Regions from separate parts of the Mus musculus genome. Here region 2 is linked to region 1. Evidence: chromatin contacts called from public Hi-C data. All regions are on one chromosome and are shown on one strand. Each heading gives the region's core, a stretch centred on a gene start, on an enhancer-like site or on the middle of the called end of the contact. The rest is flanking DNA. Distances are from core to core; before and after follow the strand shown. Region 1 has its middle 26 kb from the start of Gm41177. Region 2 overlaps Zfp395 (zinc finger protein 395).

Evidence for each region. Hi-C and Micro-C count contacts between places; a contact is called where the count stands out from the background.
Region 2: a contact with region 1 is called in a Hi-C map of the MNK3 cell line, with 2.8 times the contacts expected there. The contact joins two enhancer-like sites. A contact is called at or near these places in 11 of 484 Hi-C or Micro-C datasets (B cells, CD8 T cells, the G1E-ER4 cell line and 7 more), 6 of 115 datasets of contacts at active chromatin or transcription factors (bone marrow-derived macrophages, embryonic midbrain, embryonic stem cells and 3 more) and 4 of 9 other capture datasets (adipose tissue, embryonic stem cells, liver and 1 more).

What each region holds. Positions count from the first base shown.
Region 1 is chr14:65,144,337-65,147,394 of GRCm38.p6, reverse strand. It overlaps a transcript of Extl3 not described here. Among named protein-coding and RNA genes, the nearest start is that of Gm41177, 26 kb to the left of the region's middle. Within about 2 kb of position 1,419, at least 25 of the 459 cell types and tissues checked have an H3K27ac peak or open chromatin away from gene starts, as enhancers often do. A contact at or near this core is called in the G1E-ER4 cell line and the MNK3 cell line, where this site is marked.
Region 2 is chr14:65,380,126-65,383,183 of GRCm38.p6, reverse strand. The region is part of intron 1 of Zfp395 (zinc finger protein 395); the gene reads right to left. Among named protein-coding and RNA genes, the nearest start is that of Zfp395, 23 kb to the right of the region's middle. Within about 2 kb of position 1,478, at least 174 of the 459 cell types and tissues checked have an H3K27ac peak or open chromatin away from gene starts, as enhancers often do. A contact at or near this core is called in the G1E-ER4 cell line and the MNK3 cell line, where this site is marked.

The DNA.
Region 1 (3,058 bases), core at 170-2,669:
TACCACATACATGTATGTGGTTAATCTCTTTTTCTCTGTTTCCTATCAACATGAAGAATCTCCTCCTGCCAACCTCCGGCCATGAAGAAGCCCAGAAAAATGAACTAAGTATCCATGCTTTGATGATTTTAATATGCTTGGCCCATAGGAAGTGATACTATTAGGAGGTGTGGCCTTGTTAGAGTAGGCGTGGCCTTACTGGAGGAAGTGTGTCACTGTGGGGATGGGCTTTGAGACTTCCTATGCTCAGCCTCCACCCAGTGTGGGTGGAGACCCTCCTCCTGGCTGCCTATAGAAGATAATCTCTTCCTGGTTGCCTTCCAATCAAGATGTAGAACTCTTGTCTCCTCAAGCACTAAGTGTGCCTTCGAGCTGCCATGCTTCCCACCATGATGATAGGGACTGAACCTCTGACACTGTAAACCAGCCTGTCTTAATTAAGGTTTTACTGCTGTGAACAGACACCATAACCAAGGCAAGTCTTATAAAGGATAACATTTAATTGGGGCTGGCTTACAGGTTCAGAGATTCAGTCCATTATCATCAAGGTGGGAACATGGCAGCATCCAGGCAGGCATGGTGCAGGAGGAGCTGAGAGTTCTATATCTTCATCTGAAGACTGCTAGCAGAATACTGGCTTCCAAGCAGCTAGGATGAGGGTCTTAAAGCCCACTCTCACAGTGACACACCTACTCCAACAGGGCCATACCTTCTAATAGTACCACTCCCTGGGCTGAGCATACACAAACTGTCACACAGCCCCAGTAAAATGGTTTCCTTTATAAGAGTTGCCGTGGTCATGTCTCTTCACAGCAATGGAAACCCTAAGACACATGCATACCTTGAATCTGAGCACTGGGAAAACAAATAGGTGGATGTCTGTGAATTCAAGACTAGCCTGGACTGCACAGAGTTACAGGCCAGCCAAAGGCAACTTAGTGAAACCTTATCTCAAAAAAAAATTAATGGCTAATATAGTACATTGTATGTCTTTATATATTTTATCATATACAGAAAAAGTCTCATTAGCCATCATATTGTCTAGGTGCTTGTGTCAAATTTGAGATAAGGTAAGATCAAAAATGCAATTCCTCGGGGGAGAAAAATAGGTAAAAGGTATTTTATACAATCCAGCCCAAGAAAAGAATACTGGCTAGATTCTTTGATGACAGATCACCAGAGCCCAAGACTGTAAGACAGCCAGAGATATAGCTAGTGCTCTTTAGCCTGCTCTACTTATAGATGAGAAGAGGCTAGCTCAGGGTTACTAAGTCATTGACCCAGGGTCACTGCACAGGCCCAGGCACAGTAAGTATGTGAAACCAAAATCTATCCTCGCTGGCCAGACTAGTGCTTGGTACCAACAAAGACTCTGAGCTGATGAAGCTGCTCCACCCGTCCAAGCAGGAAGCTAACCAGGTCTTTTATCTTGTTAGCCTTGTGGCAGCAAGTTATAAACATACCACTGATAACAGAGACTGTGTGGTTAGAAATGTATGCGTTTGGCTGCTGGTTCTGGGTATCAAGGTGGTAAAATGCAGCCAGGCATAGTGGCGCCTGCGTGTAATCCCAGCACTTGGGTGGTAGATGTAGAGGACCAGAAGTTCCAGGCCAGCCTCAGCTATAAAATAAACTCAAGGTCAACCTGAGGTTCACGAGAGACCCCGTCCTAAAACAACAGCGTAAACAGATAAAAACCAGAAAGGGGGGGAGGTAAGAACATCATGGAAGATGTGACGCTGGAGAGATGGCTTAGAGCACATTCAGAGGTGGGGCTTGGAATCCATGCTTTTAATTCCTGCACCTAGGAGGCAGAAGCAGGAGCAGCTCACAGTGTGAGGCCAGCCTGGTCTACATAGCGAGCTCCAGGTCACCAGAACTATGTTAGAGAAACCCTGTCTGAAAAAAAGAAAAAAAAAAAGGTTTGCTGCTTATGCTGTTCCACGTCTGCCTCCCACTTGCTGTGGTTCGGAAGTGGTTGGAGTGTGTGGTCCCCAAGGGTTCAGAGAATGGGCTGTGAGGGTGATGATGGAGGTGAGCAGAGGGAGAGAGCCTCTATGACGACGGATCCCTGGGCTACATACAGACAGACAAAAACCAGACAGTATTTGAATCAAGTCTTCTGGCGATTCAGGTATTCTTGTGGCTATTTCGTGATGGGTGGAGCAACATAGTCCAAAAACAAAGACAGCATTTGAAAAGTGCAGGCCGTCACGGTTGGTAGCTGTCTCCACTGTAGCGTCTCACATGAGCTGTCATCTCCTCAGCTGAATCTCTGGGTCCTCAAACAGAAGGGCCTTATCTAGCATCGCCTGCTGTCTGCTCTGGCCAAGTGTTCAGTCTGCCAGTCTGCTCTTAAGAGAGTTGTGACCTTATAGGGAGAAGGAGGGAGGGAGGGAGGGAGAGAAAGAGAGAGAGAGAGACAGAGAGACAGACAGACAGAGAGACAGAGAGAGGAACAGAGAGACAGATACAGAGAGAGGAACAGAAAGACAGAGACAGAGGAGAGACAGACAGGGTTTCTCAGCCTGGGGGGGGGTTTCTCCTCTTTCTACTAGAGCGCCCCAAGAATCCCCTTTGGTTCCACCTTCCTAATGTGTGGAAGGACATGCACTTGCCACAACCCTTGGCTTTTTTATACAGGTTCTGGGGATTGAACTCGGGTCCTTGCAAGGCAAGCACCTTCCTGCCTGAGCCATCTTCCCAGCACCTAACATATATAGATGCATCGTTTCCCTTTCTCCTGCTGCCTTTGCTTTCTTTCCCTCTTTGCCAGGCTGGTCTGGAACTTGCTAAGCAGCTCAGTGCAGCAGTGTTCCTGCATCAGCTTTGTGATCTGAGCCACCATAGCCAGGCGGTCCAGTGGCTCTCACCAGCTACCCTGCCATGTGATTTTTGTAAGGCCTTCCAGTGGCTCATCTCCATCAGCTTGGCAGTTTATAGCAGATGAAGAATTAAGTGAACAAAATCCCCCTCTTTCAGGTCATTAAAGGACCCATGCTCCCTTTACTACATCAAGGCTGTCAAACCCATTGATTAACTTCACGAGTGCCCTCCT
Region 2 (3,058 bases), core at 229-2,728, 240 kb before region 1:
CAGAGAACAAGGCCCTGTAAATCAACAGGAGCAAAGCCCATACATAGTGTTTTCATGATGTCCCTGAATGTGCAAACAAGAGGCTCTCCGGTTGCTGTGTCTTCTCTTGGGCTCTTTTCCTTATGTTGGTTTGTCCTGTCCAACTTCCATGTGATAGCTCGTGTTTTATCTTACACTTTGGGGGGCCCCCGAGGTGGGGGGGAGGGGATGTATTTTGAAACAGGGTTTCTCTGTGTAGCCCTGGCTGTCCTAGAGCTTGCTTTGCAGACCAGGCTGGCCTTGAACTAGCAAAGATCTACCTGCCTCCCGAGAGATGGGGTTAAGGCCTGTGCCAGGCTTTGTCATGCTTTCTTAAATGGATAAACACACGATGAATGAAAAGCTAGCCACCTGGGTAAAGGTGGTCAATAGAACTGATCCTTGCGCCTGCGGGAGAGGGACATCAATCTTCCCCGAAGGAATGGCACTGGGTGTGTCAACCCCTCCAGGGCAGGCCTCACGTCCAGGAGTAGCAACATAACTGCACGAGGCTTTTTTGCTACTTTTTGTTGTTGTTGCTGTTGTTGAAGTTTTGTGTTTTTTCTTTCTGTTGGGTGTTGCTTTATTTTGTCTTCTTGGTGTTGGGTGGGTGGGGGGTGTTGTTGTGTTGGATTTTTGTTTGTTTTTGTTTGCTTTGAGAAAGAACTTAAAATTGGATAGGGAGGGGAGGGGAGAAGATCTGGATGGACTGGATGGACTGAAGAATATGATCGAAACATTTCAATTCGATCTGTTCAAATCTGTTTTAAATTTTAAAAATATAATAAAAAAGAAAAAGCAAAACAATAACAGCAAAAGGATAATAAGAAAGAGGCAGCCAGGCGATGGTGGAGCACTCCTTTGAGCCCAGCTCTCTGCAGGCAGAGGCAGACGGATCTCTGCGTTCAAGGCCTGCCTGGTCTGAGTTCCAGGACAGCCAGGGCTACACAGAAAGCCAGTCTCAAAAAGAACAAAAGAATGAATTAACAAATGGAGTGGTGGGAAGGGGGAAGGGAAGGGAGGGGAAGGGAGGGGAGGGAGGGGAGAAAGGAAAAGCCAGTTCTCTGCTCAAAGTCTGTAATCTGATATACTGGCAGCTTGATCAGGAGTCCCCAAGAAACAAAGCAAGAATATGGCATGCAGAATCTCCAAGTTAGGTGGCTGGTGCCTTCACACTCTGAGAACTTTGTGACTACAAATTAAAAATAAAAGGTGCCCCAGATAAATGGCTTTTAAACTGCAGCCACCGGTCAGGCTGTGTGACCCAGTGTAGAGTGTCCCTGGTGTAAGAGAGGCCCTAGGTTCAAGAACAGGCACAGGAAAAAAAGGAGCACAGAGCAAAAGAAAGCTAACGTGTAATGTCACTGACTGACAACAGGTGGCAGTACTAATACAGAGAAACCAGCAGTCCTTTGCTTGCCCTCCCTTCCCCCAAAAGAAACCCAGGAGCTTTGCTGAGCCGGAAGTTTGGGGTTTCTAGTACTGAAAATGAAGCCGGCGGTGTTTCCAAACCTTGGTTCCCAGTCTTCAGAAAGAACCTGAGATGTTTGGGCAACAAACTCTGACGCTGTTTTTGGAAGCCTGTCTTCTTTTTAAAGAATGCTCTTCTGTTGGTTGGTAAGCCTGTACCTTCCAGAAGCCAGAGAGATCTGCGCAAATAGGCAACTCTGCTCCTGGCCTGCTTCCACAGGCTGGCTACTTTCTCCAAAAATCCACTCAAAAACACACATTATGCTTTCAGGATTCAGAAGTAATGGGGCAATAATGACAGAAGTTGGCCGGAAAGATGGGTAGAGGAGCAAAGTCACACCTATTTTGGAAGTGCTAGCTGGTCAATTGGCATGGCGGGTCTCACCCTGCCTCCTAGTATGCACGCACCCTCCAGCTGGCCTCTTTCAGGACCCTCTTCCCCCACCAGGAAGCTTTCTTGAGAAATACTCATGGTTCCAGAACCAGCCAGCCTTCTAATTTGCCACGTGACTCTTTTCTGTGGCAGCAGAGAAAATTAGGAAACCTGTATTGTAAAGTAACGAGGACTGGATTTCAGCATGTAGCTAAACGCTGCCTTTCCGGTTTTACGTTCTCCACTTACAGATCCCTTGATGGGTCATAAACTCATAAAGTGGTCTCAGAACGTCCTAAGGGGCATCTGGAGTCCCAAATGCTGTCCATAGGAAAGGGATCGCTTATGTGCTTTGGTCAACGACCAGCCTCAGCAAACGCATCCTGATGTGCTAATGGCCTTTAATGCAGACATCTGCTCTCCGTTACCTAACTGAACCTGACAGAACAGTAAAACAAACTCGATGGTCCAGAATCACAAACTGCCATTCATCACATGATGGCTACTGGACAACGGCCTCTCTCTCTCTCTCTCTCTCTCTCTCTCTCTCTCTCTCTCTCTTTCTCTCAGCACACGTCTGCAAGTGCACAGAGCTGCATCTGACGGCTGTGCCTCTCACCACCCAGGGGCATTGCGGCATGCCATGACATCACCCAGCAGCACTTCCAGGACACAGGTCAGAAGCCAGCGGCTTATTACACAACGCATGGGACTTGTGTCAGAGTTGAGGAGGTGAGGTTTACAGCGAGGTTTCTAACTGCAAAAGCCCTGACGTTCACCAAGTTGATGATGAGGGTTGAAATGAAGACAAGAGGCTCCTATTAAACCCCTGTTTTCGTGTCTTTACAGAGATCTCACACCCAGCGCATACACAGTAGCCTGAGTTTTTAGTACTTAATATCCTGGGTACCGTCCTCATCTTTTACTGGAGAACTACCAGGTTTCTTTTTTTTTTTTTCCTTTAAATCTTTAATGTTTTAACTTGAATTTCTTTTCAATGTTATTTTCTAAATTCAACCAGAAGACAGAAGTTTGTCAGGAAACCGTGTCTCCTGTTTCCAGCAGATCTCCACCAGCATCTCTTTCCACACATGACTAGCAAGTATCTCGGCTGATAGGTGCAGTGTACACCTGTGTGTTGACAGTGATTATGAGCAAATACATTCATATAACCATTGTGGTTCACAGGCCGCCATT